6 separate regions of the Mus musculus genome follow, and regions 2, 3, 4, 5 and 6 are each linked to region 1. Evidence: chromatin contacts called from public promoter capture Hi-C data. All regions are on one chromosome and are shown on one strand. The core of a region is the stretch at or near the end of the contact, and the rest is flanking DNA. Distances in the headings are between cores, read along the strand shown.

Region 1 (4,313 bases), core at 1,169-3,668:
ACCCATGCCCAGCCTGTCCTCAGTCAGCAGCGCCTAGAAAGTTTGACCTGGCAGAAGCCTCAGTCCCAGCTGGTCCTGGGCCCCAGGTGGAAGAAGACACAGGAGTCCTAGCAGGCCCTGGAGGGGCAGACTATGAAAATCCCACCTGTTGGTGCTGGAGTGATGGCTCAGCAGTTAAGAACACTGGCTGTTCTTCCAGAGGACCCAGGTTCAATCCCTGCACCACATGGCAGCTCACAACTGTAACTCCAGTTCCATAGGATTTGGAACCCTCACACAGACATGAATACATGAAGGCAAAAACCCACTAAGGATGATGGATGGAGGAGAGTGTGTGTGTGTGTGTGTGTGTGTGTGTGTGTGCGTGTGCTGAGCTATCTCGCCTGCCCATATATATATGTTTATGTATATCTTCCACCCATGGGTTCCCCCCCAGAGAGCCATCTCCATCTGGCCTCACTTCTCTAAAGCCAAACATCTCAGTCATTTGCTCCACACTTCCTGTTTGGTGCTTGTTTCTTGATTGTCACTCTCCAGTTTGTAGCTGTGCAAGTGTGGGTGTGGGAGATGGGCTGGGGACTTCTCTGCCTCTTCCTTCTAAACTGGCAGGGCTTTCACTTCCTCCCCAGACTCCCAGTTCTGCCTTCTAAAGGCTGTTTGGGTCAGAAGACACCCCCACCCTTGGGTGTCCTTTCTGAACCACAGGAAAACAGAACTCGCTGTCTCCGAAGTGCCTTGCAGCTCCTTAGGAACAAAGGGAAGTGGTGGTGGGGGCGCTGGGGTATGTTGAGTAGTAACTGAGACAGGCAGAGAGGCCCAGTCCTGCTCTCCCAAGATGGAAGAGAGGACCTCAGTCCTGCCTGGCACCATGAACAGCTAAGCGGGGATCTTCTCTTTCATCAGTGTCTTCTCCCCCAGAATCCCACCAGATGATAGTGGTGCTCAGCCTACCCCAGACGCCCTCAGCTGTACCCACAGGAGAACACTGAGACACGGAGGGGCCTGATGCTTCCCATTGCATCTCTCTGAACCTCAGGCTCCTCCCAAAGCTTTATGTCAATCCTGTAGAGGATTAAAAACGTGTAAAATACAGGGTGGGTTAATACCTGAAATCCCAGCACTCAAGAGATAGAGGCAGAAGAGGCACAAGTTTGAGGCCAGCCTGGGTTATGGGAGAGCCTGTCTAATATATATATATATTTTCTTTATATATATATATATAAAGAAAATATAGGTAGGGGTAACAAACCAAGCTTGAGGAATTCTACCTTCCAGGCAGAAAGAAAGCCTGGAAGCCACTGTCCCCACGACCAGCACAGGATAAATCTCCCCCATGTCCTTTGGCTCTTTCTATGTTGTTGAATAAGCCCTCAGCCCCTAAAATAACCTGTAGAGAAGCAGTCTCCCAGTTCCTCCAGAAGAGACCAGGCAGGCTGCTGGGCCTGAAGCCAGAGCCCACAGAGAGGCCTAGACCTACAAGGCAGAGTGCAAGGAAGGTAAACACAGTGCCCCTACCCTACCCTCCGCCTGGTCCACCTGCTAATCAGGGAGGGCTGGGGCAGGGGGCGGAGGCACAGTTCCAAGAGGTCCCACATCCTTTGCTGTCAAACTCACAGGATTGGGATGGATGTGGGTGTTGGCATTCTGCATGCTAGGGCTAGTTGGCTAAAGGAGTAAGTTTGTGAGGCGGGAACACCCATGACTCAGAGCCCATGATGTCAGACCCTTCACCGTCGGGTCACTGTCATTACACACGACATGGAATGTAGTAGAACTAAGGAAAGCCACGCGAGGTGCCACAACTAAAGCAGAGAGAGCCAGTGGCATAAAGGACTCTCCAGAAGGGACTACTACTGTTCCACTAGGGCGCGCCCTCTGGGTATCTCTTTTTGGAGCGACCCGGGATGCAGTTGAGTAAGACTGGGAACACTGGGAACCAGACACCAGAGTCAGGTTTCAGGAAAACACACTGTCCTGTACTCAGACTTGAGGTAACTGGCCAGACACAGACAGGAGCACGCAGTTATAGGCGCTAGACGCAACAGGGGGCGCGCGAACCTCCACCGCGTCAGCACAGGTGAGTCAGCCCAGGCTAGCAGCCGGTACCGGCGGGGCTCACTCTGCGAACGGAACCAGACAGTGTCACATTCCCCACGCCCGCTCCGGGTTCCTCTTACCCAGCGCGCGGCAGCTCCCGAGGACCAGCGCGACCGCGGGCGCGGCCAGCAGGGCGACCAACAGCGTGCAGCCGACGGTCAGCATGCTTCCTTCTACGCGGGACGGCGGGCGGCAGAGCGGCTCCGCAGCCGGGGCCGGGCGGCCGGCAGACTGGGGCAGCGAGAGCAGTCGCCCTCGGCCTCGGGCTCCACACTCAGCTCGCACTGCGAGCGCTCGCCCCGGCGTGGCTCAGATCGGTGTGGGCGCGACTTCCCACATGCACGTGACACACAGCAGCCGGCCGTCCTGGCAACAGTGAAACATTTGAGGAACCGGTGCTGAAGCTCCTCTTGGCAGCCCCGGCTCGCGGTTACGAAAGCCCAGTAGGATGGCGCAATCGGCCAGCGCTCCGGGCCACCGGAGGGGGTTACTTCCTGCAGCCGCGCCACACCTGAGCCCCCAGGGACCCCCACCAGGGCCCCTCCCCAGGTTTTGACGCTGAGATAAGGAGAAATATCCCCCTCCTTCCTTCCATCCGCGCCTCCGCTTGAGTTTTGCTTTCATGAGCGCCAGCCAGTGGCTCTGGCTGTTAAAGTAGAAGGCAGGTCAGTGTCCTGGGTGCTTACGGGAATCAAACAGGGAATCCGAAAAGACACCGATGTCTGCTTCGAGCCCAGAGATTGTGATTTAATTGGTCTGAAGGAAAACTTAGGCGTCCATAACCTGAGAAAAAGATTTCCTCTCATCTTCCAGTGGAGGAGCAGCTCTTTGAAGGCTACTGCAGAGGCAACGAAACCAGTGTGCGCTTTTGAGTCTGGCCCAGAGACACATGTGTTACCCTCCTCAAGATTGCTATCCCGATCCGGAAGTCTCAGTTTTCTCACCTATTAGAGATGTATTTTTAAGCCCATGATAAAGATTCCTGGAAACACTGTCGATGTACCTGGAGCCTAACTGCTCAACAAGGAGTAGGGCTTTGATTACCCATCATGACTTGACTGGACACAAAGGAACCGGCGTTTGCTATTTACCAGACTCCACCAAGGTTCCCTTCCAAGCTACAGAGCTTGAAGCTACAGGGCAGCTTCCCATGCAAATGCAGAGGGAAAGAAACACACTGAAAAGAAAATTTAGGGCTGGTGAGATGGCTCAGCGGTTAAACGCACTGACTGACTTCCGGAGATCATGAGTTCAAATCCCAGCAACATGGTAGCTCACAACCATCTGTAATGAGAAACAAATAAAACCTATGGGCCTGAGCGAGCCGGGCCGGAGCAAGAGGGAGAAGGGAAGGGATAAGAAAAAAAAAAGAAAGAAAAGAAAATGTAGATGGGGAGCCCTGGACCTACACCAGTATGTTTTAATGTATTCTTCCATTTCAGGGTTCAGCTGATTAGAGTCCATGGGGCAACTGGAATGTGTGTGTGCTGGCTGAACCCCTAAATAAGACATGACCTTATTTAAGCAACATGCTGGCCTCAGACCTAGGCATCCACCGCTCTCTGTGGATGTCAGAACCAAACCTGTACCCAGGACAATGGGATTGGTTTTGATGGCACTTCCTCAGCCACGCTATAAGTCGGAGAGAAAGGCATGGTTGTTCTCTCTCCCTGTGGTGGGGCAGGCATTTGGGAAGCAGAAGCAGGTGAATAGCTGTGAGTCTAAGGCCCTGTCTAAAAAAAATACATATTTTTTTCTCCTGCTATTTAAAATGGGATTAAATAGCAAGAGGATGTGGTAGTACACACCTGTAATCCCAAAACTCTGGAGGCTGAGGCAGGAAGATCCAGAGTTCGAGGCAAGCATAGTGGAACTTGCCCTATCTTAAAAATATAATTAATTTCCAACAGACTCTCATTGTGCTGCCTCCTTCCTTTCTGTGGTAAACAGAGACCTGAAAATAATTGCAGAGAGACAAGTTGCTGGCCTGAAACAGGAAGGCTACAGAAGGCTGCCAGCTCAGATAGAAGGAATGTTGAAGGCAAGAGCAGACATCTCAGACACGACCCGGCAACCCTGGCCAAGTGGCTTCCCCCCATCCACCCCGTTTTGATCCTGGAGTGTGGGGGGGGGGGTGTTCCATAGTCAGATGAGTTTAGTTCCCATCCCAGGTCTACTGCTTGATAGCTGTAGGATTTGGGCAAGTTATAGTTAAT
Region 2 (4,155 bases), core at 1,429-3,928, 670 kb before region 1:
TCACACTCTGGCGGTACCTCTCCACCACTCGCTCTAGGGTCAGGTTTCGGAAAAGCCCGGAAAGGCCCCTCTCCCCCAGCTCCACATCGCCTTGGCAGGCTGGGCACGGGAATAGGATCGTCTGGGGGTGCAAGGCACCACGCTTCCGCCCAGGGTATGTCCCAAAGCCTGTAGATGGACCCAGGAGGCACAGGTGAGAATTACAGCTGGCTGGGGTGGGTGACATCTGATCAATTAAAACGTGGAATTAATTTCATTGCGCCAGAGATCAGCTCTCATTAGAATTTCAGACAAGCAGTAAGAAGCTCCACCCCAGAATGACAGACAGATGCCCCTGACCCTCTTCCATCTTTCTACATCCCCACCCCATCCCACAGGCCCCAGCCCCACCTGACTTAAGGAGCCGGTCCAAGCGATCTGGCTTGGGGAGAGTTCTCCGAGAGAGGCGGGGGCTGCGGGTAGAAGGGGTGGAAGCAGGAGAAGTGGGCTCCGAACTCGGATCCCCACCATGGCCTATGTACCCCTGCTGGCCCAAAACCTCCCGGGCACAGGCCTGGCACACGTTGTGGGTACAAGGCAGCACTAGTGGCTGCTTGTACATCTCTTGGCACACTGGGCACAGCAGTTCCTTCTCCATGTTCTTCATGCTTGTCTGTGGAGGGACCAGGAGGTTGTGTGAGAGCTAGGACACTTGGGCAAATCTCAGCCCGGTCCCTTGGCTGCCAGGAAGGGCAGCACAAGCTACCTACTGCTTTGGCCCAGTACCCGCCTTCGTTGGTTCACACACCTCCCCAGCTCTCTGTCTCCTGCTTCAGCGCCCCTCTTGGGGAGCTTAAGGTCCACCAAGAAGGTACAGTTGGAGCTCTGGCCTCCCCCACCATCGCGCCCCACCCCCATCACTCCCGCTGCAGCAGTGCTGGCAGGCAGTCCTCCCGCCTCACCTGTCTCCATCCCTCCATCTCTGGATTAATAGCATTTATTTCAAGGGCACCACCCATTCTACAGCTGGGTGTTGTCCCCCGCCCCTTTCTCTAGCAACCCTTAGACGCATGACTGCTCCCCGCGGCCAGGGTGCGCTAGCTCTCTGAACCGGCTGGGCACTGGCCGGCGCCCCAGCACCCATCCTCCATTCTTCAATTCTATTTCTTCCAGTCTCCCCAAATCAACCCATCTCTCTTTGCCTTCTATACTAGAGCTATCAGACCCAGTCTGGTGGAGAAATTCGGCCTGTTTCAACCCTTTGCTCAATCTAGGGTGGGGGAGGAAGGAGCGCCCCGCCTACCTGCCCCCTCCCCACCGGAAGTATCCCTCCCCCTTTTGGTGAGGGGTCTTCTGGCTATTCCCCACCCCCACACCTCACCTTGGTCCCTCTCTTCGCAGCCATCCCGGTCAGGGGCGCAGCTGACACAAAGGAGGGAGGGAGAGGGAGGGAGGGGGAAGGAAGTGGTGGGGGGGAGCAGGGTTGGCACCGCCTCTGGGAGAGACGGGCACGGGTTACCATGGCAACGGGAGGCTGCACGGCAGCTAGCGGGGGGGGGGGTTGGGGGCGGTAGGGGGGGTGGTCGGGAGGGGTCCAAATTGGGAACTGCACCCAGGAGCGGTTTTTTCATCACCCCACCCCACCCCCCGCCACACCTGTCCTCAGTTTCTTGGAAAACATCCAAGCTCACACATGCCCCTTCTCATAGCCCTGGTGCACGCCTGGCAGCTACCCCAAGCCTACCCGCTGGGTCCGGGCAGCTTCTCGCTGCCTACACCCCAGCAAACGGGAGTCTCACCACTCGGCTGTCCCCAGGATCCCTCCACACTTGCGTCTCCGCCCTCCCAGTCATTTCTGTCTTAACTAATCCCTTCTCTATAATCCATATTCTTCCTGGACCCCCACCTGTTCAAGGGTCTGGCTTGCCCCGACCCTTTACATCCCCTCCCTTCCCCTTGACCCCACCTTAACTCACACTGATGCGGACTAGTGCATCCATGATGGAAGTGAAGGTCTGCATATCCTCACCCTCAGCCATGGCCCTACTGTGCCCGCCCGCCCCCGGGTGCCCGATCCTGGCTGCTGCTGCGAACCCGGGGCTTAATGCAGGAGCCGGGTGGGGTGAAGGGAGGGGTGGGGAGGGTGAGATGTCACTGCGCATGCTCCAGGGACTAGCTTCGAACTGCGTCCGTCGAGGTAGGGGGTGGGAAATAGTTCTTCCCACGTGGTTCTCCAAAGGCGGTCTAGGGGGTGGGTAACATGGAGGGTATTTGAGGTAGGAACCATTCCTCCTATTAGAAGCTTGCATCGATTCCTGGTCATACTACTCACATAAAGCACGAAGCTCGTTTCAGAAGAACAACTCCAGGTGGACGGTGCTACATCTTGGGTGGCACATATCTTCGGGAGTTGTTGAGGCAATTATAGTGGGTCAGGGAGGTCTGAGGAAGTTGTACGGGAGATGACATGAATAGCAATGAAGGCACAGGTGACTCTAGGCCATGGGATCATGACTGAAAGATGAGTGCAGCTTGTCCAGAGAGACAGCAGATGCCTTGGCTACAGAAGGCTGGAGACCAAGCAGGGCGGTGGCCTAGAATGCTCTTAGAAGCATTATTTCCTCCTTGCCACAAGAGGGCGCTGCACCCAAGGCGCGTAGAGGAAGAAGTAAAGCAAGTCCACGTTGGCCCCGACGCCTGCGTACAGACAACCGCGCCGGCTTTGGCTCCCCTCTTTCTCCAGGGACACGGATTGGACCACGGACGGGGCGTGATGGGTAACCGCACCGGCGGGATGCCCGGGCTGCTCTAGCGGGAGTGGGCGTTGGGGTGGTCCTCTTTTCTCCGTAGCCTCGGTAAAGCTGACGTGTCCTGGGAACTAGCATTTCCTCCGGACAGGCGGGAACTTGGGTGTGCAGGGCCGGGTGGTTCCTGGAGGTCGCTGTGGGGTGGGGGCTGGGTCACTTGGAAGTGGTTGGTGAGCCAAGCTCCGGAGTGAATCTGCCTGAATCTTAGCCTGACTCTTTTTCTCATTTATAGTAGTCGGTACCGGGACCTCCTTGGCGCTGTCCTCCCTCCTGTCCCTGCTGCTCTTCGCTGGCATGCAGATCTACAGCCGCCAGCTGGCCTCCACCGAGTGGCTCACCATTCAGGGGGGCCTGCTGGGCTCCGGCCTTTTCGTCTTCTCCCTGACTGTATCTTCCTCGCGCTGGAAGGGGAGGCGGGGGTGTATGAACAGAACATGGGCGGGAGTGGGTGGCAAGGGCTTTGCAGTCCCTCTACTTCCTATCTTGTTGCGTGAGTTTCTCCTTAATTACATCACCCAGGCCTTCAATAATCTGGAGAATCTGGTCTTTGGTAAAGGCTTCCAAGCAAAAATCTTCCCTGAGAGTAAGTGAAACTCAATAGTTAACTGGACTCTTTTTTTTTTAAACCTCTCCCAAACATGATGCCGAATTTCCCTGTGCTTAGATGATAAAGGAGAAATACATTTGCTTAACACAATCTTGAAGACAGAAGATGCTTTCAGATTAAGCATTTTATTGGAGCTGGAAGAGAAGCACAAAAAGGGGGGAGGGGAGGGGAGGGGAGGGAGAGGAAAAGAAAGAAAAAGGCCAACCTGGTCTGCTCTCAGGACAGGTTTCAAGTGAACAGTCAAGCCTGGGCTGATGTCTGATAGGCATCCAGGAGAAGGTGTTCTTTGTCCCTGTGAGAGAAGAAAGCAAAACCAAGCCCACTGAGGGATTCTGATGTGGAACTGAGCCCGCACTATTGACTGCTGCTGGAGGAGATTGTGAAGTCTGTGTTCACTGGGATGTTACCAATAGCAGGACCCCTGACAGAAGGAGAATAGAGAATAACCGCTAGAGCTCACTCTCTTTCTCTGCATCCGCTTGTTTCTCTCTTCCTTTCTTCTCCTCCCTTCTGTAGCCCACACTGGCCTTGAACTTCCTGTGTGGCTGTGAATGACTAAACCCTTGACTTGCTGATCTTCCTGCCTCCACTTCCCAGGTCCTGAGATTAGCACTACCTCATGTAGTTTATGAGGTGCTGGCGATTAAGCCCAGGTCCTTGAACATGCTAGGCAATCTCTCTCCCAATGGAGGCACATCTCCAGCCCTGATAGATCAGTTTTTGTGTGTGATAATTCTTGTTAGATGGTTCATATAGAGATCT
Region 3 (4,267 bases), core at 293-2,792, 590 kb before region 1:
TTAGCTCATCCCCACCCCCAGTCTGACACTCTGGGCGCGAGGAGAAAGAGGGGGAGGCGCAGAGCCCCAAACAACAAAGAGCAGAGCAGCAAGCAGGAGCCCCTCCCCCGGAAGGTTGGGGGTCGTGGTCGAGGCCCTTCAGGTCCCCTCCCCTGGGGTCTCACCATTTGTTCCCTAGTCGGCCCCCAGGGCGGAGAGTCAGAAGCAAAGCTGCCGCCACCGCCCGGGCAGGTGTGACAGTGATCCCCGTGTCCCCAGGGATCCCCCTACCAATACACTGAGGTGGCCAGAGTGATACACACGACAGCTCGGCAGGGAGAAGACAAGGGCAGCAAGGACTGTGCAGAATGATGGCCCGGTCCGGCAGCCGGCACCGAGCCGCCGCGCCACACACCGGAGGAAACCACACGGCCGCCCTGACACCCGCCCAGACCGCGGCGGCGCCAAGAGCCACCCCAGCCCAGACAAGACTGGCCACGCGGACACCGACCGCAGCCCCCTCCCCGATCCGCCGCCCGCTCCCACCCCTAGACGGTCGCCGACGCAGACACACAAATCACACACAGACACACGCACACTGACAGCCGCGCACGCCCGTTCACACTCAGTGCCATACGCCGTCCCTAGCTTCAGTGCGTGTGTGTGTGTGTGTGTGTGCGTGTGTGTGTGTGTGTGTGTGTGTGACATGCCGACATCTCTGCCTTCTTCCTTCTCACCAGTACCCTGCGTTCCTAGGGCCCCCCAACTTCGCGACCCTGGCCCGGCTCACCCCAGCAGGGCTTATTCACACAACCAGAGCAACCCCTTACCCTTCGTCCTGAGGAGGTGGAGAATCGGAGTTCCTGCCTTAATGCCGAACCCCACTTTTAAAACCAAGAGTCTTAAGCAGAACCCCATCAACATTACAGGCTGAAAACAGGTCATCCTTCAGCTCCCAAACGCAGCGGCCTATCCCTAGCACACCGGTACTCACAGACTTCAACCTAGCCAAAAGGAGCGTGGATGGTGGGGGAGACTACGGGACAGAGAACACTATTCCATTGGCGAGTGTGGAGAGAAACCAAGATGGGGTTAGGGACCCCCAACAGCCTCCTCCGCACGGCCAGAGCGCTCTTTACTATGCCCCAACAGCTTCTCTCAGACACCCCCGAGTTTCACAGACGCCCACATAGTGCGTCCCCTCTCCCTCGCCTCTCGGTACCAAGCCTGTCTCCCAGGACTGCTGCCAGGTTCCCCTAGGACTTCTCGGGCCCACCAGCTCCCCCATCACTGACGCGGGACGCACGGGTTCTCCGGGTCCCCGACTCACTGCTGATTGGAGCTGTTCCAGTATACCGCATGCCGGTTTCCCAGTGCGCCCCCAGGCCCCTGGGCCAGCAGCGGCAGCAGCGGCACGGGCACGAGCAGCAGCAGCAGCAGCAGCGGAGCCGCCGCCATCCCCGGAGCCGCCGCCGCCGCCGCCCCCCGACTGAGCCCCGCACTCCCGGCTTCTCAGCTTCCCAGCTCCCTGCTGCCGCCGCTGCCAGCCCCCAATCTTAGTCACGCCCACAATCCTTCCCTCCGCCCTTCTGGGCGCGCCCCCGAAGCCCCGCCCCTGGCGCGCTCACGCGGGGCTCCGCCCCACTTGAGCCCAGAGCGCGCCGCGCGTGGGCGACCCATACTGTGTAGCCCCTTTAGGAACAACGCGCCTCTCCTCTCTCCTAGGTGATTTGCTGCAGAGGTTTGCGTCTTTAGGTCCCCCAAGCTTGGAGTTCACAGAAGGATTTGGAAGCCAAGACCTGGACATACATCTGGTGTAGGTCCACACCTTTCTCCATAGAGTGTGGGGGCGTTGAGCGAAGATCTACGTCTGGAATAAGCAAGAGTAGACCCATATCGGACCTCTACTTCCTCCACCCCTTTCCATGTGTGCAAGGAGTTAAATGGACACAAGATGGGGAAGCCTTCAGGTGGTACCAAGAGCTAACAGCTGGCTGCCTGAAGGCCCTCACCTGAAGCCAAACCAGAACACCTCAGCCCAGAGTGTCACCTTCTGGGGGCTGGGCACAGTAGCTATACTTCCTTAATCCTGACACTCTAGAAGCAGAGCCTGGCAGATCTCTGTGAGTTCGAGGGCACCTACATTGGTCTGTGTAACAAGTACCAGGCCAGGCAGGGCTACGCAGCGAGACCGTGTCCCCCCACCCCCACCCCCCGCCCCGTCTCAAAAAAAAAAAAAAAAGCCTAAGCCTTCTATGGTAATCCAGGGCAAAGGTATTTGGTGGTGGTGAGTTGCCAAGGCGAGTTGGAGCCAGGCAGGAATGGAGCAGTCTTCTTGGAAAGCCCACAGAGGTCCCCTCACTGCCTCCGATTCCCTCAGTGATGTCCTTAGGCACGCTCATTCCTGCTTCCATAGATGCTTTCTCTAAGGACAGAGGGCACCTTATATTCCAGCACTTGCCACAGCAGTTGTCTTCTTAGGGACATACAGGCACAAAGATGACATGCACACAGCGATGGGAGAGAAAAAAAATAAAGGTGTCCATATCCAGAAACAGGAGCAATGGACACTTGACATACAGTCCAATCTAGGCACACAAGGTGCCTATAGAGTAGAAATTGGTGTAAACATAGGCCCCTAGACAGAGACACTGACGTATACAGACACACTCTTCTCCCATGTGATTGACCCTCTTTGTGAGGGATCCAGAATACAGATCTACTAGGCATTCACCCCTTATCTTGTCTCTTTCCCAGAAGCCCAGACTGAAAGACAAAGCAGAACCGGGCCTTACTGGGTTCTTAGAACCCACAGCACCTGTGCCCAGGGAGGCAGGCACATTGCTGTTTTGTTGTGTTTCAAGAGGTAGGAAAGATAGCAGCACCTCAGTCAGTTACCTTTGGCAGTACAAGGCCCTGACCACACGCCTGCCTTGGGGGAAGGGCACCGCATGCACAGTAGGTACCATGCCTCCCTGCTGCTAGGCAAGAGTGGGTGCTGTCCTCCTGGGATACCTCTCCACTCCTGGGAGATACCTTCTCTCTCTTCTTGGGAGCCAGAAAATAAATGAGGCCCTTTGAGATGGGAGTGAGGGACTTTGCAAACAGCTCTCTTCATTCCCAAAGAGATTTGCTTCACCCAAATAATGCTAACTGCCTACTCCTGGGAGTTCCAGCCCCAGCCCCAGCCCCAGCCCCAGCCCCAGCCCCAGCCTCAGCCCCTCTGTGCCATACCTTTGCTTCAAAGAAGTAAGCGTCTCTCTGTAAGGCAGCGTCACCGGGTAGCCTGCCCACAAGCATACGAGTGCAGGGTGCTGGACTGGTCCAGAACTTTTTTTTTTTTTTTTTTTTGAAAACTTAAGATTTCTGTTTCTAGAATCTGGGCTCCAAACTGGGAATGTACTTATTGGTAGGGCATTTGTATGAGAGCCTAGGTTCAATCCCCATAACTGGAAAAATACACAAATAATAAAACCTGGCTTTAATTTAAAGATTTGTGTGATTTGGGCCCCATTCTCTAGAGCCCAGAAATTTCTCTTTAGAATGTTGTACTCCACCCTCTCTGACCAATAGTCATCCATAGAGCTTCATAGCGGGAGAGGCGGCTCACAGGTTAAGAACATTTTCTATTCTTCTAAGAGGACCCAAGTTCATTTCCCATGACCCACACCAGATGGTTCACAACTGTCTGTAACTCTAGCTCTGGTGGATCTTACACCTTCAAAAGGTACCTGTACTCACTCACACACACACACACACACACACACACACAAGGGGGGTCCACACATAATTATAAATAGTTTTTTAAAGGGGGGCTGTTTTCCTTGAACTGTTTCCCTTGTTTTCCTGGGACCCTCTTTGTTTAACCCTGGGTTTAAGACCATCTTTTTTTTCTCTGGCCAAAATCCGACTTTGAACACTCTGTGGGGCCTGTGTCTGTGGGATCTGATCCTCTGGTATTCAGGCTTCTTCCATGGAAGTGTTAGCTGACTGATTTGGGCCCCTCTATGAAGATTCTGTCTCTAGAGTGCACTCTTGGCAAGTGGTACTTTGTACAAAAAAAAAAAAAAGCAAACAAAAAACGTGCAACTTCCTTTGGTGGGAAGTGGGCTTATGTGTCTCCCCATCTTAGTAAGGGAGTGTGAGCTAATGCTAATGCCAGCTTCTTTTTGTGTATGTTGTAACTTTTTTTGTGCCAAGTACAAACTTCACAAGGGTATGAGGCAGTTCTGTGTATAGACCATGCAGTATATGCATCCCTAGCTACAGCTGTTCAAAAGCCCCAAGG
Region 4 (4,690 bases), core at 753-3,252, 610 kb before region 1:
AAATTAACTAGAGACAGTTAAAGGGATGATGTGTGTATTACAATACAAGGCCTCCCTGTTATAAAAGAGGGGCAGATTATAAAATTTGATATATAGAAGCGTTTTGTTTTGTTTTATTTTGTTTTTTTCTGGTACTGGGGTGAAATCCAGAGCCCAACTGCCAGGCCTCCATCTTTACCACTGAGCCACATCATAGGTCTTACAAGGGACTCTGTGGGAAGCTTCACGCTCCACATTCTCTCCTTTCTTTTCTGTTTCTGTTTTTTTCCAGACAGGGTCTCAATAGTTCTTGCTGTCCTGGACCTTGCTTTGTAGACCAGGCTGGCCCCAAACTCACAGAGATCCACCAGCCTCTGCCTTCAAGTGCTAGGAGTAAATGCATGGGCCACACCCATTTCCTCTTCCTCCTTCTTTTAAAAGACTTATTTATATTCTTTTAAATGACATGCAGGTGTGTATCTGCTTTTGGGTATACACACGTGAATGCAGGTATCAGCAGAAGCCCAAGCTATTGAATACTCTGGAGATATGAGTTACAGGTGCCTACAGGAGCTGTCTGATGTGGGTATTTGGACCAGAATTCAGGTCCTCTGGGGCAGGCATTCCTCAGGACTGAGCCATCTCTCCAACCCCTAGGTCTGCATTGCAGGGCTTCTGCAAAGTCTATTTAAAAAGCAAACGAAGCCAGGCGTGGTTGTGCACACCTTTAATCCCAGCACTTGGGAGGCAGAGTCAGGCAGATTTCTGAGTTTGAGTCCAGCCTGGTCTACAGAGTGAGTTCCAGGACAGCCAGGGCTGTACAGAGAAACCCTGTCTCGAAAAAACCAAAACCAACCAAACAACTAAACAAACAAAGTCAGAGTCATGGTGGGAGGGGGAGGAAAGACTCCCCAAATCACAGGTGGTTTTGAGTGTAATGGTCTTGGGTTTGATTTTTGGGTTTTATTTTTGTTTGTTTCTGAGACAGGGACTCACTACGCAACCCTGGCTGGCCTCAAACTTATTATATAGACCAAGTTGACCTTTAATTAACAGAGAGTCACTTGACTCTGCCTCCTGAGAGCTAGGATTAAAAACATGGGCCACAACACCCAGACTAGAATTTTCTTTAAAGAAAGTATGTATTGATTCTATCTTTTAATGTGTGTGAGCCTGAGTGTATGTAAGTGTTCCACGTGCATGTAGGAGGATGTCAGACCCCCTAGGTCTAGAGATCTCCTAGCTGGCTGTGGGAATTGAGCCCAGGTCCTCTGCAAGAGCAGTAAGTGTCCCTATCCACGCGGCCACTTACGCAGTCTCAGCTTTGTTGTGTGTTTGACACTGAGAGCGTGCTTCAGGCTTCCAAAGCGCTAAGCACGTATTCTCTCACTGTGCCCATTCTGTATCCCACTCCATAAACCTCTGGACTGTGTCCTGATGGAGTACAGGGACCATTTTCTTCTCTTTTTGTCTTAAATAGCTAAACACATAGCCTGGCAATAGTGATGCACACCCTTAATCCCAGCACTCAGGAGGCAGAGGCAAGTGATCTCTGAGTTCAAGGCCAGCCTGATATTCAGAGTGAGTTCCAAGACAGCCAGGGCTACAGAGAGAAACCCTGTCTCGGAAAAAAAAATAAATAAATAAATAAAAGAATAGTTCCTGTTACTGATAATCAGACACAGGAGAAGAGGTAAAACTGGGGTGCTATTTGAGAGGGCAAACACGAATGAAGCGAGCCCCAAGACCACGCAGCTTCGTGGGTGGAAATTCCAGGATTGGGTGTGGGAGATGCAGCCTGCGAGTCAGAGTCTCTGAGGGGAGGAAGGGAAGGAATGCAGCCCAGGAAGACCAAGGCAGCTCTAGTTTGCAGCACAGAGTCCTAGACAGGAGTTGTACAGAGAAGGGACTTTGGAAACTGGTACAGCGTCCCTCAGGTCTTCAGCTTCGGATGAGTAACACAGCCTGCGGGGAAGCCAGTCTCGTTTGCTAAGAACTGTGGGAGAACGAAAGCAGAGCTCTCACCAGGGCCACCAATCCCTCGTCATCCCACAAGCCACCGCGGAAAGGCAGTCTTGCCTTGACTACTCTTGGCTGGTTCCAGATGCATAACCTCTAAACTTCAAAGCCTTTGTAAAACCGGAGGGGGCGCTTGCAGAGACAGTCTGAGAAAAGCGCTTTTTCTTCCCGATGCTGACGCATCCGCGCTGATTTCTGCAGCCGCTGAAACTCCTCTGCTACTGTCGCGCAGGACCACTGGAGAAGTGGCTGCCGTTATACCCGCCATTCCCCGTGCTCTCCTTGAAAAAATTATTATCATTATTTTTATTATTATTATTTTAGACTATGGAGACTTACTATGTTGCCCAGGTGGGCCCTGATCTCCTGGAATTAAGCAATCCTCCTGCCTCAGCTTCTAGAGTTCCTGAACTATAAGTGTGCTTGACAATTCCCGTATTCTTTTGGAGTTCTGTTGACTTCTGCCAGGCAACCCCTCCCTACTCTAAGCCCTTATTATGGTTAATAAGTTCTCACATTAAACTTCTCCTGCTCAAAGTACTGTGTGGTTTCTATCTCCTGATTGGCTAGCTGGTGTAGCAGCCCACACTCCAGGATGATATTGCCTCTTTAGATTAGCCCTAGGTCAAAGACTGCTCTGCTTTTGCCAAATATCACTTAGCAGTGAACCTTTGAAGGGTCAATCCACCTGGATGTTGTGGCAAACACCTGGGAAAGTGCAATTAGAGTGATCACAAGTTCAAGGTCAGCCTCACAGCCTGTTCAAGGCTCACATGAGACCCTGCAATCCCCCAAAGGCAAACCATTTGTCTCTCTGTCCTGAAAAACTCATGTAAGTTTCTGAGGAAGGCTTAAAAGTATTGAAAGAAATGTTTTAAAAAGTCTTCTATTAGGGCTGGAGAGATGGCTCAGCGGTTAAGAGCACTGTCTGCTCTTCCAGAGGTCTTGGGTTCAACTCTCACCAACCCCATGGTAGCTCACAACCATCTATTCAGTGATCTGTTGCCCTCTTCTGGCATGATGGTGTACATTCGGGTAGAGCACACATACATAAAAATTAATAAATATTTTAAAAAATCTAGCATTAAAAAACATTAAATGCCTAATGTCTCATATTCAAACAATAATTGATTATTTAATCAGTAATTCAATCAATAATTGTTAGGTATGTGAGAGTATCAGATCCCCTGGAGCAGGAGTTACAGACAGTTGTGAGCTGCCATGTGGGTCCTAGGAACTGAACCCCTTTCTTCTGGAAGAACAGCCAGTGCTCTTAACAACTAATGTTATCTCTCCAGCCCCAAGTTTATTAATTTTTTTAAGATAGAGGGATATAAGAGAGTGTTTAGTGAGAAGAAAGGGAAGGAAAATAATGTATATACACAGACACACACATATACACACATATACACACATACACACACATATACACACACATACACATACACATACATATATATTCAAGTTGGGCACAGCAATGCACACCTGTGATCCTGGCACTTGAGGGGCAGAGGCAGATTGATCAGGGATTTAAGACCGACCTTGAGCTACAAGATGCTGTCTCTCTCTCTGTCTCTCCCTCCCCCTCTCTCTCTCTTTCTCTCTCTCTCTCTCTCTCTAAGATTTTTATTTATTTATTTTATATATATGGTGAGTACACTGTAGCTATCTTCAGACACACCAGAAGAGGGCATCAGATCCCATTACAGTTGCTGAGAATTGAACTCAAAACCTCTGGAAGAGCAGTCAGTGCTCTTAACCGCTGAGCCATCTCTCCAGCCCAAGATGCTGTCTCAAAAGAACAAAAAGTAAGAAGGGTTGGTCTGATACATGTGAGTATTTGAGGCCCTGGACTCATCCCCCTATCTCAGTCTCTACTCCCCTCCCACCTCAATACACTGTACAAAAGAGTATACATGGGGCTGGAAAGAGAGCTCAGTGGTTAGAGCACCTGCTGTTCTTACAAAGGACCTGGTTTTGATTCCTAGCACCCACATGATAGTTCACAATCATCTGTAACTCCAGTTCCAGGGGATTCAACACCCTTTTCTGGCTTCTGGCTTTGGCTCCTAGCACCCATCTGTTAATTCACAACTCTCTGTAATTCCAGTCCCATGCCCTCATCTGGACTCTCAGGGCAATCTGCACATACAGGATGCACAGACAGATATGCAGGCAATACACCCATAAATATACACCGTAAAACAGAACTACAATAAATTTACTGATTATTATGGCTACAAAGCCAGGTTGAGGAGGAGTGGCTTTTGATTTTTAAAAATATGTATTTATTGTCCGCATATGTGTGTGTGGTTGCAAGCTCATGTATGAAGTCAGAGGACAATCTGTGAAAGTTGCTTTTCTCCTTTCACTATGTGGGTTCCAGGGAGCAAACGCAGGGTCAGGCAAGTCCCTTTACCCTCTGAGCCCTGCTGGCCCTAATTTGTTTTCTGTTTTGTTTTGAGACAAGGTTAAGGCTGAACTCCTGCTCCACGTGCCTTTATGATTTAATTGCTGTGTGAGCCACCATGCCCAGCTTCCAGGACATTGTGTGTTGAGGGGATAGGCGTGTGTGTGTGTGTGTGTGTGTGTGCGCGCGCGCACGTGCTTGTGTGTGTCAGGCTTCCTAGAAGCCACTACACCCTGCTTATGATTTGTTTTCTCTTCTTCTCCTTCTCCTCCTTCTCCTTTT
Region 5 (4,201 bases), core at 550-3,049, 960 kb before region 1:
CTGCAACCCTGGGTAGACTGCATGGGCTTGGTTAGCAAAAGTAACTTCACAGCTAGTCAATTAAGGCTGATTGTCTCTTTAACTCAAAGAAGGAAACACAAAGATAATCAATCCCCAATGCATACAGCCAATAGGGAAAGGTTGGGTTATCTGAAAACCAGGTATGGGTTCATGCCTATAATCCAACCTCTAAAGAGGCTAAGACAGGATGACTGTCAGAGTTTCAGGCAAGCTTGGGCTAAAGAGTGAGACTGTCAAAACAAACAAATAAACAACCACTCAAAAGACAATTTAACCCCTATTCCAAAAAAAGACTGAATATTAATTGAATGGGTTCTGGAGATGAATGGAACGCAGTAATGTTTAAATTTCCCCTGAATCACAAAGGTAAGAATTCACAGATAAGAAAGGAAACTTAAGGTGCCATTCCTCTAAAATTTTGCTTTGCTTTTTGTGGGAGACTAAAAATGAGTAGATCAAACGTTGGGGTTTTAACATCACATGCCCTGAATTCACTCATCCAATGTCAACACGGAAACAAATACTAGCAGCCAATGAATGCCATAGGTCTGGTTTAACTAGCAATTTAGATGAATAGAACACAAACTACCAATTACACCTACAAATCTTATCAACATCAACAGCACTGTAAATGATAACAATAATACTCCGCATTTTCCCCGTACCCAGGAGCTAATTCTGCTTTACATATATGATCTCATTATTTCATACTCCAACCCTGAAGGTATATTTTGGGGTTAGCTAATTTTTACTACCAGCATCTCATAAATAACTTGGAAAAATTTGAAGGCCTAAAAGATCAAATCCAGAAATAAAATCTCAGTGCATAGTTTCATCCCCTCACACACTCAACCTGCGGGTGGCGACCCGAGGAGAGGTCTAACAACCCTTCACAGGGATCCCATATCAGATATCCTGTATATCAGATGTTTACATTAAGATTCATAACAGCAAAATTACAGTTACGAAGTAGCAACAAAACTAATTTTATGGTAGGGAGTCACCATGTGGAACTGTACTAAAGGGTCGTAGCATTAGGAAGGCTGCGCGGACCACTGCTCTAACATCAGGCTGCCAGTTGCAAACCGAGTTCGCACAATCTTTGAGAAGTGCACAAGGATCACACAAGCATCACAGAGGATAGGTACCCTCTGGGACTTTAACAAGGTTAAACTACATTAACATATTAACAGCCGTTCTGTCCGTTCATCCTCCGGTCCCAGGTCCGCAGCCCCGGGTCTGAAGGATGCCCTCTTGGAGGATCACCGACACTGCTGCCCTCATTCCCTATCTCGGGGCAGTTCAAATACACGCTCCTTTCCCTCCTTCATCATTGCATCCCCTGTGTGGCTCAGTCCCCTTACCATGAGTCCAACACTAGGACTCCTGCTCCGGTGACCCGCACACACCGCCAGCGGCTGGATCCCAGGCACCCGTCCTGCAGTTGTGAAGCAAGCTCGGGTCGTGTGGCAGGAAGCTACCCAACGCGCAGTCGCCGCGGCTGCAACCACAGCCCAGCGGAGGGGCACCGCGCCACCCGCCCCGCGGCCGGAAGCGGGCAGCAAGCCTCGGCGTCGCGGTGGCCCGTCCCAGGAGGTCCGCGCCTAGGTACCTTCGCTCGCTCTTCAAAACATTCCGGTCACCGTGGCCAGCCTCGTCTGCGCGGGCGTGCCCGCTTCTCCCCGGCCCCAGCAGGGGCGCGCAATGGAACGTCCCGCGGGGGGGATTGTGGGAGGCGCACGTTCGAGGGGTGGGGGCGAAGGCGGCGGCAGCCGTGGCTGCCGTTGGTAGCCGTGGGGGCGGGGAAGAGAGGGAGGCGAGCCGAGGAGGAGAAGGAGGAGGAGGAGGAGGAGGAGGGAGGAGGCTCGGGCTCGCGCCAAGGAAGGTACGCGTGAGGGCCGAGAGGGAGTCGGGAGCGCGCGAGCCGGAGGCCCCAGAGCGAGCGCGTCGGTGCTGGCGGCGCGGGGCGGCCGGAGGCGGTGGTTGGAGGGCGCAGCTCGCGACCAGTCCGGACCCACTCGGAAGCGTGCGGGCGGGCGTGCGCGCTGCGCGGCCGGAGTCGGGTGAGGGAGGGAGGGAGGGAGGGAGGGAGGGCGGCGGGGAGAGCGCGCGGAGGGAGGAGTGGGAGGCGGGAGGGGGGGCACGCGGCGCCCTTCGCTGGCTCGCTCGCTCCCTCCCTCCCCAGAGCCGCCGCCGCCGCCGCCGCTGCCGCCGCCGCTGCCGCTCCCGCCGCCATTTTGGGTTCGCTTTGCGGAGGGGGGAGACGATCCCGGTCTCGGTTGCCGGACCCGCCTTCTCTCGGTTTCCCCTTTCCCGACCTACGCCTTTGGCTTCTCCTCTCTCGCGTTTCCGCCGGTCCGCTTACCCGCTGGCCGCCTCCTGACAAGCGGGAAGGGTTACAGTGTGGAGCCAGGGAAGCCGAGGCGCCAGGCTGCCACCCTCTCTCTCTCCACTTGCCTGCACTCGGCGCTCTCGGCCTCGCACGGTGAGTAGTGCGGTGTGAGCAGGCCTTTGAAGGCCCCAAGTAGTCTCTCCTTGGCTACCCGGGATCCGCTGTCACCCCCCCGGACCTGGACCTCCGGGAGAGCGGGGTGAGGATGGGGGAAGGGAGAGCAGGGATAGGGATCCTGAGCTTACCGGGAAGTCCCTCTAGGCGGGGTGACGGGGTGTCCCTGACCAGCGGGCTCTTGGTTTGGGGGAGGGGGACGGGAAAGTAAGCGAGTGGAGGCGGAGTCGCTTGTGCCCCTGACAGGTTAGTTTGTGTAGTAGGCCCGATTGGAGCATCCCCCAAGATCCAGTTTATGTCTGTTTAAGTAAGGGACAAAAGTAGCAAGGGAGATGATCTTCAGCGGGTAGTTTACCTGTACAAGATCTGTGGTGTTCTCGAAAGGCGGAAATATATGCAGACATGACATAGTGATCTGAGTGTTAATAAGTTTAATAAATGTCACTGGTTAGTTTCTACTTGGAAAGAAATGTTTTGGGTCTTGAAGACCAGATGGTCTGTTGGTTTATAGCTGCTCTGTTTATATGTGTATAATTCGAGGATGGAGAGTGTTCAGGAAGAGTTTGCCTGCATTTGGGGAAGTTCCCTTTGTAAGTTAGCTTATTTAAAAACAAATGCTGGGACATGTGTTCTCTAGGTCGATAAATGTGCATGTATTTTAGCATTAGTATGATTAGTATGATAATACAGAATGCATGCTAAGATCAGGAAGGGGAGAAACTTGACATAGTCTGTGCCTTTGAATAGAGTCAGTTGTGTAAATATGAAAGCCAGACCAACATCCTCAGAGTGATCGCTATTAGGCTGAGAATAAGGGGAGATGTTTTTGACCGTGTGGATTTATAGTAGTGCATAAAGTTTTTATATTCAGAGTACTCTTTCAGTTCGTAATCCTAAAACTGTAAAAATTATAGGAGAATAGGAAATCCCGGCATAAAGAGGTACTTTTCCAAGGTCATGTGTTAAATTAGTGGCAATGTTGAGATATTTTGATTACTAATTTAGTAATGTATTGTCCATATTATCATAGTGCCTCAGGAGATTGTTATTGCCAAATACAAGTGTATTTTGAAAGTAGGTAAATATGATTGGTTAGATTATGCTTGGGAGAACTTAAAAGTGTCAAACATGTATAGAATATACACTGTCCTATATGAGATAGGTATTTGTAATTTTGTTGTGTTTACAAAGCAAGCAGACCACTTCTGACAGCTTAGTATGTATGAAAGTTCCAATGTGTTGCTGGGCAGTGGTGGCACATGTTTCTAATTCCAGCACTTGGGAGGCAGAGGCAGGTGGATTTCTGAGTTCGAGGCCAGCCTGGTCTACAGAGTTGGTTCCAGGACAGCCAGGTCTACAGGGAGAAACCCTGTCTCCCAAAACCAAATAAATAAATAAATAAATAAATAAATAAAAAGTTAAACTGCTTCCACAGCCTACTTTGTATCTGTATAGCTGTTGTTTGTTGCTGGTTGGGTTTTTTGTGTGTGTGTGTGTGGGGGGGGTGGGGGGTCAGGGGGAGGGTCAGGGGGAATAGATTAACCCTGCTAGCAGGCATTCTACCAAAGAGCCACACTCGTATTTGGGCAGCTTGACTTTATTTCTGCCAGTGACAGGATCTTTTCGGACTCATCCAACAAAATAATTGATTCCTGTCTTGGGGTAAGAATTATC
Region 6 (4,136 bases), core at 931-3,430, 520 kb before region 1:
ACCATGTAACAGGCACGCTGGGGGAGCTGGGGTCCCGGGGGCCAGGGACAGGAGACACTGGCAGAGATTTCTCCTTGTTTCATCAGCTGCTCCGGGGGGAGCCCCCTGTCCTTGTTAACCACGAAGGAGGAACACTAGCTACCATCCAAACCAAGTCAGAAATATGCCCTTCTCCTGCCCAACACAATACTTCTTATGCCCAGTATCTCCTCCCAATCTAATGTCCACTCCATGCCAGCTCCATAAGCAGTGCCAGGAGGGTACAGGGGTGACCAAACCAGTTGGTGTGTGTGGGGTAGCAAAACGCAACCGAATAATCCTCCAGGCCTTAGCGCCCCCCCCCTCACCAAAACACACACTGCCTCGAGGGAACAGAGAGTTCCTATCTTGGTTTATTTAACTCCTCACTTCCCAATCTGACTCCCCCCAACCCTTGATAAACGGTCCCCTCCTCTGGGAATAAGTTGGGGGAAGGAGAAATAGCTGCGCTGACTCATTCCCGTTCTCAGCTGCAGCTAGGGGTCTCTAAGGCATTCGGGAGGGGGTCAATTCAAGAACGCCCTCCACCTGGCCCGGAAGCCAGGACAGCTTGCCGGTCTCCCCTTCTCCCCAGCACCCACTTCCGGTGTCCCAAACTAGGTCAGCAGTGCTCGTTTCCTGTGGGTCAGCTAGCACCGGCGCCTCTGCCCCTCCCCTGCTCCGGACCCAGGCTCCCCGCCTTACCCCCCGCCCCCCCAGGGCGCCCCGAGGTCTCACCACGTCTCAGCCGCCCTTTGATACATGGGGGTTGTGCGGGGCGGGGGGCAGGGGACCCGCCCTCTCTCCAAACACTAGCAGGGCCGGGGCGCCTGGGCAGGCACGTGTCCGGGCACAACCCGCTGCCCACGCTGCCCCCCCACTCCCGCCCCCCCCGCTCTGGCCAGGACACGTCGCTCTCTTACTTGGGTGGGGTGGGAGGAGGGGAGAGAAAGCTGGAAATGGAAAGCAGCGCCCCCCACCCCTCTGAATGGCCAACCTCGGCCAGCGGTGCGCACTAGGTTTCTACCACACAGCGACCCCCACTCTGCTCAGGGCAGGTGCGCCGGCGCCGGCGGCAAGACCGCTGGTAGGTCGAGTTCTTATCACCCACCCTCGCACTGGAGTTGTGAGAGCAAAAGCTGACTTTGAAAAGGTGGCGGTGGGCCTGAGGCTTGAGAGACCGGAATGTGATTGCGGAGCGGGAGGGGCAGAGGGGTCGTCCTGCTGAGCCGCACTACCGCTGGAGAGACGACGCGGCTCTGGAAGCGCAAGAAACCGAATAGTCCAGCCGGTAACTTTCCCCCAAGCCGCGGTTCCTCCCGCTGCCCCCCACCCCCCGTGCCACTGGCCTGGGTCCAGCCCACCGTGCCAGGGGGGCGCGGAGCTGGGTGGGTGGGTGGGGACACGCGTTGTCCTAGTTATAGTCCGTCAGGGTTTCCATTCCCTCCATTCGGTCGGGTCTGGGGTCTCCCCCTAAAGTCACAAAAGCGACTGGGGGTAGGGGTAAGTTCAGTGCAGCTCACCCCCTCTCCATCCCGTAGCTCACAGTCTGTATGATATTAGAAGTGCAAAGAAAGTTTCTGGAGACCCTCCGCTCAGAGTTGGGGGGAGGCCAATAGTCCATAGTTCTCTACCTTTCCTCCAAGTTAAAACCAATTCCAAAGACCCAGGAAAGCTACAGGGAATGCGACTGGTTGAAATCTGGTGTGTGTGTGTGTACGTGTGTGTACAGGGGTCTCACAGGACGCACGAAGGACACTGCAGTAGGCTCGAGTTTAGTGTATCCCGAGCCAAGGGACAAAAAGTGGGGTTCACTTACCTTTCAGCCGTTGGGTCCGTTCGCTGGAGCTGCAGAGGCACAGGGTGTAGGAAGAAGCGCGTCCCCCGCCAGGCTGGGGGGCTTGGGGCTCTGCTCCGGTCCTGGTCAGAAGGCCGCGGTCAGTGGCTCGCTGCTCGTTGCTGGGGGGCTCCTCCTCCGCCACCCTTTGCCTCCTCCTGTTGCCCGCCCCCCCCTTGGCCGCGGAGAGCCGTACATTCACCTGGCTTCCACTCGCCCCCCCCCCCAAGGCCCGCCTCACCTGTCCTGCTGTCTCACCTGTCCTCTCTCTTGCTTTCCCCCCATCCCTCCCCTCCCTCCCCCCGCCCCTGCCACCCCCAAACTCCCCCCCCACCCTTAGCAACACCCTCTGTCACTTCCTGGTTTTTCATCCGCCCCCCCCAGGCACCCCCTCCCTCCGCCCAATAAGGACATAAACTTCCACCTCTTCCAACAGCTAGTTCCAGCAGGGAGCATATGGGTCCCTCCCTCCTTTTCGTCCCTTTTCTCCGAGATTTTGCTTCGCTCCCTGAGCCTTTCCCACCCTTTTCCTTTCCCTTCTTTCCTTCAAACTCCCTTCACCTGCCGCGATCCCTCTCCCTCTCTGCTTTCTACCACTATCTCCTCCGGTCCACCTTAACTGGAGCTCCGCCTCCGACCCCCGTCCAGCCCTCTGCTGCTGCCCAGCTCCACCCCTTGCACGCCACCGCCCTGCCCATCCATTGGCCTGAACACCCGCCTATCCCATGTGGGACGCGCCTAGGGTTCATCCAGGGAGGGGGTGGAGCCTGGGCTGGCCAGAAACCAGAAGGGGAGGGAGGCCGAAGACAGTGTCCGCAGTGGCCAGGGAATGGAGCAGCCCCCTCAGGGACTTCCTCTCTTTCAAGAGGGGCTTCTGTAGGGTCACCACCTGGGGAGGGAATGGTATGAGAGGTTACGGATACGCTGCTGGGGATGAAGACCTAAAATTTAGAAAGAGTGGGGTCCTGCCGAGGGGCTTTAACCAGGTCAGAGCCCCAGGAAGAGAGAGAACCTCTAGACATTGAGCTTCAGCCTCTTGGCCCATCCCCCTCCGAGGGAGCGGGGGAGTCGAGTCTGTGGGCACTCTGTGTCCCTCCCCACGCGTGACGGCGCCCCGCGGGGAGGGAACAGTGCCCGGGGCAAGGAGCCTTTGCGCTCTAGCCAGTGCCCGTTGCTGCCTTGGCATTTTCAAAGGGGAGGGACTGAGTCTGGGAAGGGGAAGGGGGAGGTGCGCTCCCTCTGGGGCCCCGACGCTTTGCCTTCAACCAGCCGGTACTTTTAGTGGAGAAACTGAGACCCTACAGTGGAGGGATCTTGGCGCAGATTCACTCAGACCCCGAGGTGACGATAGAGACCTGGGTGGTTTAGGATGTTTGCTTAAGTGGGTTTGGGAAAAACCGGTATTCGTATTTAAGTGCCCGACCCAAAGAATGGTAGTCTCTGAGGGACGCTTACAACTGGGCTGGCGATGCTATAGACCCCAAAAGGGCCCCTCCTACTCGTTTCAAACGGAGTCAAATCCCGCTCTCTAGGACCAGGTTCGGCTTCGCAGCAGCAGGCCAGGCGGAACCGGGTCGGACTTGTTCTCTTTCCCAGCTCCCTCCGCAGGGGGCCTCCTTCCCTTTCCAGCAGGTGGCTCCGCAGGACACCAGCTCAACCTGTTGGACCACAATGGGCGGTGCCAGGGGGGCCCTGGCCCTCACCCGGGCTGACCCGGGATCCCCAAGCAGGGGGAGGGGTGGAGTCGGCCCTTCCCTCCCTCTTTCTCCCCCCCCCCCCCCCCCCATGACTCAGCCTCGAGGCCGCTGCTCTGCCCCTCAGCCAGGGGCGGAAAGTGTGAGGCGCCCCGGAGGGCTCAAGCCAAACTAAACAGCCCCTCACCCCAGACATTATCTCACTGGAGAATTAGGGGGGCAATAGGGACCAGTGGCTAGCATGAGGAACTCTGGCTCAAGCAATCCGTTCCGGGTTTTCCTATCTGTTTCTGTCCCGCTTTCCCCCGCCCCCAACACCAGCACGCCCTAGGTCAAGTCTGATCTTTGCTCCAGGTTTTCCTAGCGGCCCCGCAGGACTGTCGGAAGGATTCCGAGCAAGATGTGTCTGGACTAGGGTTTTTCCCTTCCTTCTACTGTCAGGGTCCTGCTGACCAGGGAGTAAGCCGTGCTAGGCAACAGTACTAGACACCTAAGTAAAGTGGAGGGAAAACTGCTTTCACGAGAAGGGTACAAGATCTAGGAAAAAGATTTGGGAGAGGGTAGGAAAGTGGCCCAGGGCTCCAGAA

Evidence for each region. Promoter capture Hi-C pulls out the DNA fragments that hold promoters and counts their contacts. Capture Hi-C pulls out chosen DNA fragments and counts their contacts.
Region 2: a contact with region 1 is called in a promoter capture Hi-C map of embryonic stem cells, with 2.4 times the contacts expected there. The contact joins the promoter of Krtcap2 here to the promoter of Il6ra in region 1. A contact is called at or near these places in 9 of 39 promoter capture datasets (the 3T3-L1 cell line, the C10 cell line, the HPC-7 cell line and 4 more) and 1 of 115 datasets of contacts at active chromatin or transcription factors (pancreatic cancer cells).
Region 3: a contact with region 1 is called in a promoter capture Hi-C map of hippocampal neurons, with 4 times the contacts expected there. The contact joins the promoter of Efna3 here to the promoter of Il6ra in region 1. A contact is called at or near these places in 8 of 39 promoter capture datasets (the 3T3-L1 cell line, the C10 cell line, the SN4741 cell line and 5 more), 1 of 15 datasets of contacts at CTCF or cohesin (the NIH/3T3 cell line), 1 of 484 Hi-C or Micro-C datasets (liver), 5 of 115 datasets of contacts at active chromatin or transcription factors (embryonic basal ganglia, embryonic forebrain, forebrain and 2 more) and 1 of 9 other capture datasets (liver).
Region 4: a contact with region 1 is called in a promoter capture Hi-C map of liver, with 2.5 times the contacts expected there. The contact joins the enhancer-like site here to the promoter of Il6ra in region 1. A contact is called at or near these places in 5 of 39 promoter capture datasets (the C10 cell line, embryonic stem cells, hippocampal neurons and 1 more), 1 of 15 datasets of contacts at CTCF or cohesin (the NIH/3T3 cell line), 1 of 484 Hi-C or Micro-C datasets (liver), 3 of 115 datasets of contacts at active chromatin or transcription factors (embryonic basal ganglia, forebrain and pancreatic cancer cells) and 1 of 9 other capture datasets (liver).
Region 5: a promoter capture Hi-C map of neutrophils shows a contact between it and region 1, with 4 times the contacts expected there. The contact joins the promoter of Dap3 here to the promoter of Il6ra in region 1. A contact is called at or near these places in 2 of 39 promoter capture datasets (neutrophils and pre-B cells) and 1 of 115 datasets of contacts at active chromatin or transcription factors (microglia).
Region 6: a promoter capture Hi-C map of adipose tissue shows a contact between it and region 1. The contact joins the promoter of Zbtb7b here to the promoter of Il6ra in region 1. A contact is called at or near these places in 8 of 39 promoter capture datasets (3T3-L1-derived adipocytes, the C10 cell line, cranial neural crest and 5 more), 1 of 484 Hi-C or Micro-C datasets (cortical neurons), 2 of 115 datasets of contacts at active chromatin or transcription factors (memory CD8 T cells and pancreatic cancer cells) and 2 of 9 other capture datasets (adipose tissue and macrophages).

Annotation. Positions count from the first base shown.
Region 1 is chr3:89,910,778-89,915,090 of GRCm38.p6, forward strand. Il6ra (interleukin 6 receptor, alpha) reads right to left here and starts at 2,419. Exons shown (of 10, transcript NM_001310676.1): 1 at 2,178-2,419. The coding sequence starts at 2,262.
Region 2 is chr3:89,243,760-89,247,914 of GRCm38.p6, forward strand. It overlaps Krtcap2 (keratinocyte associated protein 2), which reads left to right and starts at 2,679. Exons shown (of 5, transcript NM_025327.3): 1 at 2,679-2,756; 2 at 3,019-3,173; 3 at 3,306-3,369. The coding sequence starts at 2,753. Trim46 (tripartite motif-containing 46) reads right to left here and starts at 2,138. Exons shown (of 10, transcript NM_183037.2): 1 at 1,956-2,138; 2 at 391-652; 3 at 1-168. The coding sequence starts at 2,018.
Region 3 is chr3:89,321,397-89,325,663 of GRCm38.p6, forward strand. Efna3 (ephrin A3) reads right to left here and starts at 1,543. Exons shown (of 5, transcript NM_010108.2): 1 at 1,310-1,543. The coding sequence starts at 1,437.
Region 4 is chr3:89,297,714-89,302,403 of GRCm38.p6, forward strand. The region is part of intron 1 of Gm33845 (a long non-coding RNA gene); the gene reads right to left. Among named protein-coding and RNA genes, the nearest start is that of Gm33845, 2.9 kb to the right of the region's middle. Within about 2 kb of position 2,003, at least 105 of the 459 cell types and tissues checked have an H3K27ac peak or open chromatin away from gene starts, as enhancers often do. A contact at or near this core is called in hippocampal neurons, liver and pancreatic cancer cells, where this site is marked.
Region 5 is chr3:88,948,483-88,952,683 of GRCm38.p6, forward strand. Dap3 (death associated protein 3) reads right to left here and starts at 1,800. Exons shown (of 13, transcript NM_022994.3): 1 at 1,386-1,800. The coding sequence starts at 1,388. It also overlaps a transcript of Ash1l not described here.
Region 6 is chr3:89,391,198-89,395,333 of GRCm38.p6, forward strand. Zbtb7b (zinc finger and BTB domain containing 7B) reads right to left here and starts at 2,181. Exons shown (of 3, transcript NM_009565.5): 1 at 1,838-2,181. Gm15417 (predicted gene 15417) reads left to right here and starts at 667. Exons shown (of 2, transcript NR_040403.1): 1 at 667-1,309.